Linked DNA regions of Zea mays: region 1 is linked to region 2. The links are chromatin contacts, called in public Hi-C maps. All regions are on one chromosome and are shown on one strand. Each heading gives the region's core, a stretch centred on a gene start, on an enhancer-like site or on the middle of the called end of the contact. The rest is flanking DNA. Distances are from core to core; before and after follow the strand shown. Region 1 holds the start of LOC103633183 (asparagine--tRNA ligase, chloroplastic/mitochondrial). Region 2 holds the start of LOC103633177 (E3 ubiquitin protein ligase RIN2).

Evidence for each region. Hi-C and Micro-C count contacts between places; a contact is called where the count stands out from the background.
Region 1: a contact with region 2 is called in a Hi-C map of leaf, with 5 times the contacts expected there. The contact joins the promoter of LOC103633183 here to the promoter of LOC103633177 in region 2. A contact is called at or near these places in 4 of 25 Hi-C or Micro-C datasets (all in leaf).

Annotation. Positions count from the first base shown.
Region 1 is chr7:155,584,085-155,591,009 of Zm-B73-REFERENCE-NAM-5.0, forward strand. LOC103633183 (asparagine--tRNA ligase, chloroplastic/mitochondrial) reads left to right here and starts at 5,281. Exons shown (of 15, transcript XM_020540738.3): 1 at 5,281-5,721; 2 at 6,228-6,296; 3 at 6,428-6,532. The coding sequence starts at 5,377. It overlaps LOC100283449 (beta alanine synthase 1), which reads right to left and starts at 5,025. Exons shown (of 6, transcript NM_001156350.2): 1 at 4,744-5,025; 2 at 4,008-4,115; 3 at 3,666-3,854; 4 at 3,351-3,578; 5 at 3,028-3,252; 6 at 2,288-2,925. The coding sequence starts at 4,875. The coding sequence ends at 2,563.
Region 2 is chr7:155,300,118-155,307,263 of Zm-B73-REFERENCE-NAM-5.0, forward strand. It overlaps LOC103633177 (E3 ubiquitin protein ligase RIN2), which reads right to left and starts at 1,297. Exons shown (of 12, transcript XM_008654863.3): 1 at 759-1,297. The coding sequence starts at 971.

The DNA of each region.
Region 1 (6,925 bases), core at 4,031-6,530, 290 kb after region 2:
TAGTGTAATCTTATAATGTAAAATTTAGAGTCTATTATGACCCATACATATAAGTGCCTTGTGAACGTTTATGGAACCAGGGAAGAAGACATTGTTCTGTATGGCCAGTCTGTTGGTAGCGGACCAACCCTTGATCTAACTGTTCGTTTCAATCGTGAAGGGATGTGGTATTAATCATAGATAAGGGGTGTTTAGTTCCAGAGACTAATGTTTAGTACGTGTCACATAGAATATTTGAATCTCATTTTACTATGAGTTTTGTATATCATAGTGACATTTGTCGTTATGTATTGATGTTTTATACTCACATTGTTTGGTTGCTGAACTAGCGTTCGGCTGCTGCTCCTGCTACGTCACGTTATATAAAAAGTAAATATTGTAGCATTTGCAGCTGTCACAGCTCTTAGACCATCACCGAATAAGTGTACTAATTTTTAACTTACGTAGCGAAGCATGGGCACATACCTAGTATGTATTGAAGTAAATACTAGAGTATCCAAACAAAGTATTAAAGGAAAGGTCGTGGAGTTTTTGCTGGACTCCCTGGGGCTACCTGATTCTGACAAAGTGCTCCCTATATATCTACATCGGAGATGACTGGATTGACGAGTAGGGATGGATTCAGATGTCTGGAGATCCGAATTATTCGTATTCGTATTCGGATAAAGTGCTAATATGGATATCCGTATTCGTATTCGATTTTAATATGAATGTTAAATAGACAAATCTGAATTCGGTTTTTCTCTATCCGGTTTAAGATTCGTATTCGACAACATTCGACAAAACCATGAAATATCCGATACTATTCGTATCCGAAAGAAAAACGTATTCGATAAAAATCAATTTGAATTTAGTTTTATTACTAATTATTAATTACAATTGATTTTAAACTTTAAATAATGCACTAAAAACTGATGCACACCATTTAAAATGTTAAAGATATTTATATCATAAATAAATGATTGTGTTAATCTTACATTATTTTAATTAATATTAAAAAGTCTAATTTTGAATACATTAGATTATTGGAGTTTTTAGAGTCCAAAATACAAATATACTTAATATACAAAAAGATTATATTTAGAGTCCAAAATATAAATATACCCGCTATAAATATTTTATTTAAAATATGATATTCAACTAAGTTTCAACTAAATAATGTAGATGTACTATTGTTCATAATTTACTTGTAATATGATTTTTATCAACTATAAATCCATCGATAAAACAAATTAATACTTGTTATGATGTTATATTCCAAATCAAGTATTTATTTGAATGTGAATCCGAATTCAAACTATCCATTTTGTATTCGTATCCGATAGTATTCATATTCGTATCGAATTAAAATATGGTAAATAGTGACATTCAGATTTGTTTCGTATTCGTATCCGATAGTATTCATATTCGTATTCGAATTAAAATATGGTAAATAGTGACATTCAGATTTGTTTCCATGTGTATCCGATCCGAATCCATCCCTACCGACGAGGACGTGTTCAAGGTCCACGCTTCGGTGTCGGTACATAAAATCCATGCTTTTTATAAAGTTGATATGGACTTGATTGGTTTAAAATTGCAGGTTCTACGGGGAGATAAACAGAGTTTGGGGATTTTGATACCAAAAGAATCTCATGCATTGTATTCTCTGGTGGATCCACCAGCGCACGGCTGCTATTACTTGCTGCACAACAATCCACCTATCTATACAATTGGATGCTTTATTCTCCGCCACATATCAAACTTTACACGCTGCACTAGTTTTCAGGGGGGAGGGGGAGGAGTAACTATTAACTCTATCTGTGCCCATTCCAGTTGTAGGTGATGGACTTCCTGAAGAGACTAGTGAAAGTAGTGTTTAGGAGGTGTTTAGTTTCTGGAGACTAATTTTTAGTCATTCTGTTTAATTCCATTTTAGTTCCTAAATTATTATATATGGAAACAAAACTCTATTTTAGTTTCCGTATTTAATAATTTAGGAACTAAAATAGAATAAAATAGAGGGACTAAAAATTAGTCCCAAAAACCAAACACCCCCTTAATATATGCTGAAGATTTTAGGGTTAATTTCTGACAAAGAGGACTAGGGAACTGAACTGCACCTGATGTCAGTTCTATGGTGTGTAGCCAATCTCTTTATTGTAGCTTGGTAATACTACATTACTGAACTGTATGTCGTCATGTCAAATAATCCAAAGCATTCCATGCCAGTCAGTGCCATGAACAATAACCATCTTGAACTAATTAAGCATTATGTTTGAAGGAGTTTCTAAGTTATTCTCGGTGGTTTAAAGATTGTTGAATTTCTTCATCGAAAAATCTCTAGCAAATTATACAACAAAACAAGCATTACTGTTTCGAATATTGAGTAAAAGAAGCTCAAACTACACCAAACACATTTTTACAGTATGTGGAAATGTAAAGGAAAAAAAAAGAAAGAAACTTCCTCCATTTTGCATCTTCATCGTAGACATTATTCTGCTAAATGGTAAACCTTTTCCTGTTCATGTCAATACACAAATGACCTCCTTTTAAGCCCAAGTATCCAGCATACCTCAGTTTTTATGCCTTCTTATTAATCAAGGGATCAACAATGACTTGAGGTTTGAAATCTGGCTTCAAGTACTCTGAGAGCAAGGATGCATACATCTCATAGCGAGCAGTCATGCGGAAGGCCCACTTGTCTTTGATCTGGCGGCATAGGTTGAGGTCCATATCGGAGATGATCAAGCCATCTCGGTAGCGTGATAGAGATGGGGTGCAGGAGGCATCAGGTGCTGAGAAATGGCTAGATCCATAGAAATGGCCAAAGTCTGCGTGTTGCGGTTTCCCATCACCGGATGTGAAAGGATTAGGGAACACTTCTGTGCCAACCCGATTAATTGATCCAACGAAGTAGCTGTTTGCAATTGCGGCGTTCCTTGCCTGAAATAACAAAAAAATAATCATTCACCCCAAATTTTGCATATGCATTTATATAAAGAAATGTTCTATAGCGCACAAAAGAGCACATAAATTTTGTCTGACCTCAATGGGCCACATTGGTTCACTCAGTTCACCAACAGTCGCAGATGGGTTGAACACTATTTCAGCTCCATTGAGACCAAACGCAAGCCAATTAAGGGGATGATGTCTTCCATAACAAATGTTCACTCCTATTTTGCCATAAGCTGTTTCAAACACTGGATGCCCAGTGTTACCCTCCATGTAGTATGTGCTCTCATTGAAATCACCAACTCTTGGAATGTGATTCTACAGTAGCGTTTATTAAGACAATGTAAAAGCTTTCTGACAGAATGAAGAAATAGAAAATGCAGCCAAGGAAAATAAAATTGTAGCGATACACATACCTTTCGATGAATGCCAATTATGTTGCCGTTGTTTCCAATAACAACAGCAGTATTCCAAATAGTCTCCCCATGGTTTATATCCCTTTCAAGGATTGGGCTCACTATTACCATGTTATACTTCTGTGCAAGTTCCTGAAGGAATTGAGTAGATTCTCCATCAACTGGTTCAGCAAATTCACACCATCTTTTCTCGCGTGTGCAGAAGGCAAAAGGCATTGTCCAGGCTTCCTGAATTTGATATATGAATCATTAGGAACGATCTTCCTATTTAGAATATAACTCAATGTCCTGAACTGTATACGACGAGTTACTCACTTGTAAGCACATAATATTGACACCAGAAGCGCCGGCTGCATCAATTAGAGGTTTTATTTTGTCCATGATTGCCTTCTTTTGGTCAGCAAAGTGACAAGTAGTGGGAACAGCAATTGAGTTCTGAATTAGACCTACTCGAACAACTCTTGATTGCCTCAGAAACTCTTTGTCTGCACTAAAACGGAATGCCTGTAGCACAAGTAGATTTAAATCCATCAACCAATATAATTAGTTTCTGTATGATAGCTGCTGATGTCTAGAAAAAACATGCTACGTCTCTGCAATCACATAAATCACTTGACAAGCACAGTAATGAAAAATGGCAATTTATTATGAGTTAACCTGCAAATCAAAACTGTGTGTTTCCGCAAGAGTGGTTGTGGCGTCAGGCAGTGAGATAGCCTCAAGAGGTCGTGCACAATTCAGTCCCAGCAGCAATCGACTTGCTTCCTGTCAAAAGGAAAAAGTTGCCAGTATCAACAAAGTGAACCTAAATGTCATCTAGATATCCATATGATTACGACCCAATGAAACAGATCGAGAGTTGAGTACAGCAGGGTACAGTATTTACGATTCTGAAATCAGGCCATAGGTAAATTTCAGCTCCACCGATATTGCTAAGTAAACACCATTACATCTGAGGCTCTGTCTAGGAACAAAAGAGGACATGTACTAAATTCTATCGATTTTTTGTTGTTGGAAGAGGTACACAACCATCAGGCATCAGTATGAATATTATTACAATAAGCACGTTTATAGTCCACGTGATTACTAAGCTCAGTGGTGCAAAATAACCACCTATATGAAGAGAAAGTGACTAGTTGACCGCTTGATCGTTAATTGGGCCAATTCAGAGAACTAAAACTGTTCACAAACTTCCACCGTTCAACTGCCGGGGCAGCTGGACCACTCTTCCCGGTCGCAATTTGTTATCCAGTCAGTTCGCCCAAGCACGCCTTCTGGACTGGATTTGGATACGGCATCCATCCAAGAAGCAAGGAACGGGCACGGGCGACGGCACGGCGGCACGAATCTGAGCCTCCGCCTAGCGATCGATGGAATGATGGGAGAGCAATACCTGGAATAGATCGGGGGAAAGGTTGGCCTCCAGGAGCCTGTGCAGGGACTCGTACCCGCCGATCGACCCCGCAGGCGGTGGCGTCTTCCCCTCCTCCCCCTGCGCGACCCCTGAGCCGTTGCTGGTCGCCATTTCCTCTCGCTTGCGCGCGCGCGCCGGGAGCTTCTTGCCTTCTTCCCTCGGACTGGACCGATCGACTCGGGGAGAGGGAGAAGCGAGCAGGTCTCTTCCTCAATCAACTAGTGGGAGTGTGAGACGTCACGACGAAAAACATGTGATGTTATGTGATGATCTTGATTGGCTTCTTGCATGCTTTTCGGATGGATGATAAACACCAAACACCCAATTCCCATGTGATTTGGATTGACTTCAGCCTGATAACGTGTGATGCTGGGATGATAATACGATAATAATAAATAATATTGTACTTATAACTCAACAAAACAAAAGGATTCGTGCAAATAAAAAAAGTGGCACCTGTTAATACGTAACCTACAAAGACGGGTTACTAGAAATACGTCAATAGGCACAGGAGACACGTTAGCCCCTCGATCATAAACGGACGGCTCCTAGGCGGGGGAAGCAGATAGGCCCCGCCAAGAGCCTACCACACCTGCCACCGCCTCGCTGCCGATGTCGGCGGCCGCCGCCGCCCGGCTCCTCCGTTTGGCCCCGCGCCGGCTCCAGGTTCCAAAGGCCTCCCCGCTCGCCGCGATTTCGTTCCCGCTCCCGCGTACGACACCTCTCTCCGCTGCCTCGGGGCGGCGGCAGCGCTTCTGCGCCGCGGCGCAGGCCCCCGCCCCCGCATACGCGGCGACAGGGACGGCGGGCGAGGCCGTGGGGGAGTTCAGGAAGCGGCTGCGGGTGGCGGACGTGAAGGGCGGGGAGGACGAGGGCGCTGCCTGGGTGGGCAAGGAGCTCGCCGTGCGCGGGTGGGTGCGCACCTGCCGCGCCCAGAGGACCGTCACCTTCGTCGAGGTGGACGCTTGCGACTTCATTTTGCTATGGTTTTGATCAATTGAAATTTGGTGCTACAGTGATGCGCGTCGTTGGCAGATTTTACTTTTGCTGAAATGGGTGCATATGGTTAGCTGGGTGACTCTAGTGAATGTATCTATGTGCCTTGCTTTTGTACCAGGAATCATGCTATCGAATAGGATGCTCAATGAGCGTTTCACAATGTTAACAATGCCTTGATATTTGGTTAAATATTCTGAGTGATATAGTGCTGCATGTTTCAACTGATAGTGTATCTCTTTTGCTCTAGTAATGAACAACAAGACCCTAGCTAACATGTCATAACACTCTGGCTAAGGAGCCAGTCAAATCATAATGCTTATGCACGTCACAAAGGAATTTATGTTTATGGACTCAAGTAGCTCTTGTCTTCTGCACATGCATAGATTACCATCCAGAGGAACAGGCATTATTATTAATATTGTTTTCTTTAAGAGTCTAATGCATTCTAAAACTTCAACTTTTAGGTCAATGATGGCTCTTGCTTGTCCAATATGCAATGTGTGTTGACTCCTGAAACAGAAGGCTATGACCAGGTATTACGTTTTGCCCATTTTGTGAAGGTTGCAAGTTTATACTTTTGCAAGCTTCTCTTACACTGCATTGGTTGCAGTTTATAAGGCTATAATACATTTTATTTGTCATTATTTTCAATGATGGCTGTCAGATAGACTCTGTCACTACTGGAGCATCTGTACTAGTTGAGGGAGTTGTTGCAAGCAGCCAAGGCGGTAAGCAAAAAGTGGAGTTGAAGGTTTCAAAGATCACTGTGGTAATTATTCCAGTACTTCAGAATTACTTTTAGTTCAGGAGTTCCTGTGAAAGAGTATAGTCTGTAACTGACTAGCTTGTTAAGATGTCAAGAAATTTCTTTATGTTTCTGCATTTCTAAAAAAGTACAGGAATACTTATTTTGTAGTCAGTAGTTAGTTAATGTCTCATTTAATCATTTTGCATGCCAACTGTAGTCAACTGAAGCATCCTATGAGGCCATATTTTCTGTTGTTCTATTGTTTCAAGTTGTACACACGCTATGTAACTTCCTTTGCTGTATGCTATACTTAACTAATCAGGCCTCTACAATTACCTTTCGTTTGTCAGATTGTGGACCAAGAACATTCAGAGTCTGATGACCTTATTTTTTTGCGCCTTTATTTCTTGTCTT
Region 2 (7,146 bases), core at 47-2,546:
AACTTAAATGTAACTATGATGCAACTGCACCCAACAATTTGCACACACTACAGACAACATTTTGGAAATGCTTCTATTGCCCCTGACATTTCTTTAATCCGCATTGATAATAAACATGACATCATGACTAGCACACCCTGCCAATACAACAACAGTAGTAGTCAATGGCTACCACCGCAGCAATCAAATCAAAAAACAAAACATGAAGCTATCAACTGCCAAGAGGAAATACCATCCAAACCAAGGAGATATGCATCACATTACAAGAACAAGCATTCATCATCCATACACACTAGAATTTTTAGGTTTTACAGTCAAATAGAACTGCATAAGCCATGGAATCATAGCTAGATGTGCACATTTGCACTCATATTCTACTACTATCTACATCAGTTAGCTCATTCAAACATTCCCTTTAAAGAGAAAATCCTTAGATTGCTAATTCAATCAACATGTTGCTTGTTGCTCATTCAAAACACCATTTGGGGAACCAACTCCTAAGTTCCAAATTAGGCAAATCAAACAAATCTCCAATCAAATTGACCCATCAAAGCAATAGACTAAGAGCCACTACAGAAGTAATAAATACAGCAAGTAACAAAGAACATGAAACACAGCTCAACACAGCTCAATGAGCTGACCAATCGTGCCTACACCACAACAATCTAATCTCCTTCATTGAAACTCATACCAGCATCAATCGTCTGGCACCCACGAAATTACGCCATATAGAGAAGGAACAAAGGATTCAAAGTCACCTTGAGCGCGAGGATGACAACGACGAACACGTGGGCCGCCAGATTCGCCAGGAGCGCGACGGTGACCCTTGACCGCAGCACGGCTCCAAGCCAGTCTCCATCCCCGCCGGCCCCAGCGTCGCCGTCGAGGAGCGAGGACGCCCACCACTGCAGAGCAGCGGTGCTTACCGCCGTGGAGGCGGCCGCGACGTAGAGGCAGTTCACCGTCGCCATGCGCCGCGCATCGGTCGACGCCGGAACGAGGCAAAACGGAGCCCTAACCCTAGGGGGTGGCTCCCGATCCTGAGCGCCGGAGGACTTTGCTTGGGGGGCGCGCTTCCGGCGCTTTATTCGCGTGGGGGAAAGGGGGCAGGCGGCGATGCCGCGAGCGATGGCGAGGCGAGGCCGAGGGGGGCGTCACGGCCTCACGGGAACGCGAGGAACATGGGGAGGAACAATCAAAAAACACGTGGGGAGGGAAGTGGATCCAAAAATTGTTGCGGCAGCGAGGGGTATATGTATTTCTACAGGATCAGTGTATTTTAACTACGGGATAGGCTAGATTAGGTATGTATTTCACCGGTTTTAAGGCTATCTCCACCGGTTTAACTAAACTCTTACCTATACCCAAAATAGGTAACGATAGACATAGTAGATATGTCCAGCAGTTTAACTAAAGTTTACCTAAAATACAGAGGTAGCCTATAAAGTCAACTGTCGGTGTGCTCGTCTCGAGCCTATTCTTCGTTTCGCCACTTCGAACCCGTCTCGGCGGCGACGTTTGAGCAAGAGGACACGGCCATCGCCACCCCCTTCGTCCGGCTACAAGGACGAAGGTAGCAACCAACAAGCGACGATCTCGTTCAAGTTCAAGCCAAGCAACGAAAGACACCGTCGTGGGAGATCCGAGAAGGCCTGACACCACGCACAGCAGCGGTGATACCAGGCGGACCAAGCTTGTGAAGCGCGGGCCGAATACTCGGTACCGAGCAAGGTGATTACATCTGCCGCCTCCCTGGATCCGTAGTTTGGCATTGGCAGCTATATTTTGTTTTTCCCCTTTTTGCGATGATCTAATTTGTGTGGCCCTGCATACGCATTCGTTTCGTTGGATCCGTTCAAATCGTAACATATTCACTACCCATCTGCCATGTTGTCCATACATAACTAACATTGGCATGTTTTTTCATATAAGCGTTTGCGCAGATCCATGGAAATACTCAAATATTAGTTCATCTGTTCAAATCATAGTCCCATGCAAGGGATGATATGCTTGTTGTTCATATTTATTTGTTGATCTACGCACATACAGTTCACATGAACCACACATTACTTACATCTGTCACACAAGTCCCATGCAACAGATTTGTTTGTTGTTCATTCGTGTTAAAAAATTGCATTACTACAAAAAGTAGTGTTCATTCATTAAAAGTACAAACAAATGAACCAATCAATTTTATTCTTTATTCGCGCCCAATTCTCAAGGTCAGTACCTGCCCTACCAGATCCATGTTGAACGTGCCCTACGACACCCTTAAATGGGTTGTGCACGAGATGGAAAGCCATGTTGTCGCCATTCGCAAGCTTGTGCTTGTGCCCAATCCATCTCAAAGAAGGTGTTGACAACCGAGATGTGTCCGGATTACTAGCTCAGATCCTAGAGCTGACAGATTTCATTGACAATGTCTCCATTCAATGCAACGATGTTGTCAATAAATTCAAACCGCAGCAGGAAGTGACAAGCGAAGACGAACGTGTTGCCGTCGAAATGGAACCCTTTCCAACACCTTCACCCCAGGATCTTGAGGAGCATTATGATTACTAGGGCATGAACAACAATAGCGACCAATCTATAGGGATAAACTAGAATATCTAGTTGTGGTCCTTTGTTAAGTGTGAGACACAATATTGTCTTTAAGTACATTTAGGTTATGACTTCTGTCATATGTGAACTTGTTTCTTATGTCGTACCTTGCCGAGCTATATATTCTAATCGTGCTGAACACCGATGGGAACTTTCTGTACTTCTTGCATGGACTTTATAATGTTTCCCCGATTAGATATTATATGAAATGATGAACTCGTTCGTTCAATCATGTGCATAGATCGGAAATGGATAATACCTTTGAAGAAATTGACGAAAATGTTCTAGAGGGCGTGCACTACACTCCTACAATCAACTTGGTCGATGACCTCTCTGCCTCAGCCGATCCAACTCATTTCACCCAGGTTTTGGAACCTCGTTTCTGTAATTTTCCATGTCTTCTGTGCATTTCCATTTTAAACACACACCTCTAAATGTGTAGGGAGTTCCAGTCGAGCTTCAATCTCCCCGTCCCCAAGGGTCGTTTCCTCGTACTAAAAAACTAGCGAATAAAAGGGCCGCTATTCGAGCCAAGAACTTCAGCACAGACGAGGATACATTACTTTGCTCGGCATATCTAAATGTGGGCAAAGATCCAATAGCTGGAACAAACCAAACCCTTGGGACCTATTGGAATAGGGTGCACAAGTTTTTTCATGAACACAAGACCACTCCCGCCGACCGATCCATATTTTCCCTGCAGCATAGGTGGGGACTAATTCAAAAAGAAACTGTGAAATTTAGTGCAATTTATGGTAAAGTATGCAGGAGGAGGAGAAGTGGACAAAGTGAAGATGACAAAGTATGTACCTTAGTCAATTACTCATGTTCATTACTTAATTTATATAAAATAACTCATGCTCATTTTGTATTACTCATGTTTTGCTTACTTTTACTCATGTTCGGTACTCATGTTAATTACTTAATTTATTACTCATGTTCATTACTTTTGTTATATGTTCCTAAGATTAATGAGGCTTTGACTCTATACGATGGTGGATCCGGAAACAGCTTCCAGTTCATGCACTGCTGGAACATACTTAAAAATGAACCTAAATGGACTACTTGGTTGGTGACAGGTGGTTACATTCAAAACCAAAATAGAACATCAGACGCAGAAGAATGCAATGTTGAAGTGGCAACCCCACGAGAGAGACCCATAGGAAGAGACCAAGCAAAAAATCAATGTAGTACACCTAGTTCATCGTCGCATTCTAATGTCTGTTTGGAGGTGTTGCAGAAGATATACATGGACCACCACAACTTCAACATCATGCAAGCAGAGTCATCGAACAAATAAGGGGAGGCCATGCAGTATTTGATGCGAGAGCAAGTTGACCTACAAAAGAGGATTGTTAAACCCAAAAAGACAGAGAAGCTCAGAAATTGATGCTCATGGACATTGAAGCCATGCCTCCTCGTGTCCAAGAACATTTCATCTTGAAGCAGGACCAAATTCTTGTCAAAGCAAGGGAACAAGGCTTGGACCAGTTGAAGTGAAGTCTACTACAGTTTGAGAGTTCGAGTTGCCTGAGGGTTTTTTTCATGTCATCGTATTTCATCCGTTTGTAATAATGTGCAACTTTCTGCACTTGAACGTCATGCGTGGACCTATTTTCTACTAGGTTGATGTTATCATGTGTGGACCTATTTTATATGTTTCGTGTACCAGTAATAAGTTTGATGTTTTCATGTGTGCACCTATTATATGTGTCGTCGTATTTTTAGTTTTATGTTATCATTTTGCAACTGCAACGAATATGTTTTGCATTTTGTGTGCGCATTTCCCACACATATATACTGGTATGAAACAGTGTGCTCTTTCAGTATCCAGGTGCTTGCATCTGACATAAAAATGAGAGGCACATGGTCTAGACACAGACAACAACTAGCAGCCACACACAAAATGAGAGGCATGTACACTGCGTCACTGCCCAATTGATCAAGCAAGTAAGCAATTCAGCACTACAATTCCATAGTTGAGGAATTCATTATCTAGGTTGAAATATATGCCTATTCCAATTTGCACATGGGTTGGACAACACAAGCACTCCGACTAGCAAACACAAACTTTGATTAATGATAGTCGTGTGTTCCCTTGCTTTGGTAGTTCCAGTTGGCACTAGATATGCTTTGGTAGTTCCAGTTAGCACTCCAGCTTGCAATTCACCGAACAAGAAATATGAATATCACTAGATGTTGGACGCCACAATGGCAGCAGCCTCAGTAGTTTCAGTTGGCACGACTCTGCATAATAACAATACTTTGGTTAGTTGACAGTCGTACATTCCTGCGAGTATGAACGAATACATATGCACAAACACACATGCGGTCCATCATAGTGATTCCACACATGATCAACGAGGTCATGTAATAGAGAGTTGTGCCCCTTGTGGCTGTATTTTCCTATGCATTTCCATTAGTGTTTGGATTTCGGGCACAACTTTGTCGGTATTGTACGAAGCCGTTGAACCGTGCTCATAGTCCTCTGCTCTCAACTGGTCCATGTCCCTTTCATAGTCGATGCCCATGTTGTGCAAGATAACAATGCAATCCACAATATACGTCAAGTCCATCGGATCCCACAACCTTGTTGGTCCTTTGACGATACCATATTTGCCTTGAAGCACGCTAAAAACACGCTCGAGGTAAATGCATCAGGTCGGAGTGATGCCAGATTAGTCGCCCGCCGCCGGACGACCTTGTGATTCCTGTCCACCTTGAAATTGATCAGGAATTTGGCATGGACCTCCTTGATTAGCTGCCTTTTATTCTCCTCAGATTCCTATTGATCTTCTATCGATAGAATTTCTATAGTTGGCTCGATGATGTTGCTGGGAGAGACATTGGAGTGATCCCTTGAACCACCCATTGAGGGCCAATCTGATAGTCCTCACGCCCCATCCCCATCGGAGTCGCCAAAAAGTGTGTTGGTGCCGATCTGGGTGTCAATCACTATGAGGTGTACCAACGGTGCTCTCTGTGGAGGCACGGACGGTCTGCGACCTAGGGTCGAACAATACACGACATATGGTAGGAGCAGATTCCTCTGTGCGTGTAACACCCTGAATCTGGGGTATACAATTTCTTTGCTCATATCATCAAATCCAGGTGTTACTCATCTTGTCTCTTTTCTCCTAATCCCCTTTTCCTCTTTTCTCTAGAAGAAGGATTGTTATTTTATTTGGAAATGCAATTATATTCTAGAAGGCAAAACCTCGAAGGAGTATGAAATGTTGCATCACGCTGAACCCCAAACCTTGTCTTATGGTTGATGCATATGCTTGATGTGCTTTTCTTTTATTTCAAGAATATTCCTTGAGTTGGAAATTCTAAAGAAAAAGAAAAGGGAAAACTAATCATAGAAAAAAGAAAAACAGAAAGAAGCCCGCCCCCATCCCCCCGGCCTTTCGGTCTAGTCGACCCACTCCACACAAGCTCCCGCTTCCCCTTCTCTCTCTGCTCGACGGACCCCACCCGCCAGCGGCTCCGCGCGCCCTAACACGTTTGCTGCTCGCGGTCACTGACCAGTGTGCCCCGTGCACTAGAAGTCACCCTGCAGCCACAAACGCCGCCCGCAAGGTCACCCGTGGGGGGCCACCCGTCAGCTGGACACGGCCGTTTCAAATCCGCCACGGCCCCACATGCCATCCCCCTCCCCCAACCAACCTCTGCTCCCGCCACGATGTCACGCACTGAAGCTGTCAACCACCCTGCGGTCGGCCCTTTTGAACCCCCAACGCGCCTATTTCTGCCCCCACTCGCCCTCCTCTGTCCTCTCCCAGGTCGTATGTGTCTGCCACTCTGTCTCTCCTTGCTCACCCGCCCTCGCCAAAATCGTCGTTGTCGCGCCAGTGCCGTGCGCCCGTGCATGCAAAGCCACCGACCACCGGAGGACCCACAACGAACACCCTTTACTCGCGTGAAGCCTGGAGCCTCGCTGTCTTCTCGCTCCATTCTCGCCACTGCTGCCTGGAGCCTCGCTGTGTTCTCGCTCCATTCTCGCCACTGCCGCCTGTAGCCCTGTCCGGGTCGAGCTCCACCTGAGGTAAAGGTCACTGACCTTTTCTTTCTTCTCTCTCCCCCGTTCCTTCCTCACCTTTGCGTGCTCACCGGTGAGGGCCGACGGCGGTGTTGCGCCGTCGTGCCACGTTTCTCCGACCAACCGTCGGCATGCGACGTCCTCCGCTCTCCACTTCGCCCTGGTCATGGCCTCCATGCATGGGGCTACATGTGTGAGCGGGAGGTAGGGGACGACCCTAACGACAGGAGTCAACGGGCAGCCCCCTGTCGTAGCTCCCCCTCTCCCTTCCCTCTTTAGTCTATACATCAAGTGATCATATTATTTCTCCCTCTCTTTTGTGCATCTCTTTAGTTTGTGTAGAGGCTCGATAATAAGCCTTTAGAGAGAGAGGGGAAGTGTTGCTAAGAGCAAGAGCAAGATCTTAAGCATCATTACTCTGTCGGAGAGCTGTCAAAAAACTATAAACAGTCTCGACGTCGTTGTAATCGTCATCAACATGGTGGAAGACTTTATCTGTCGCA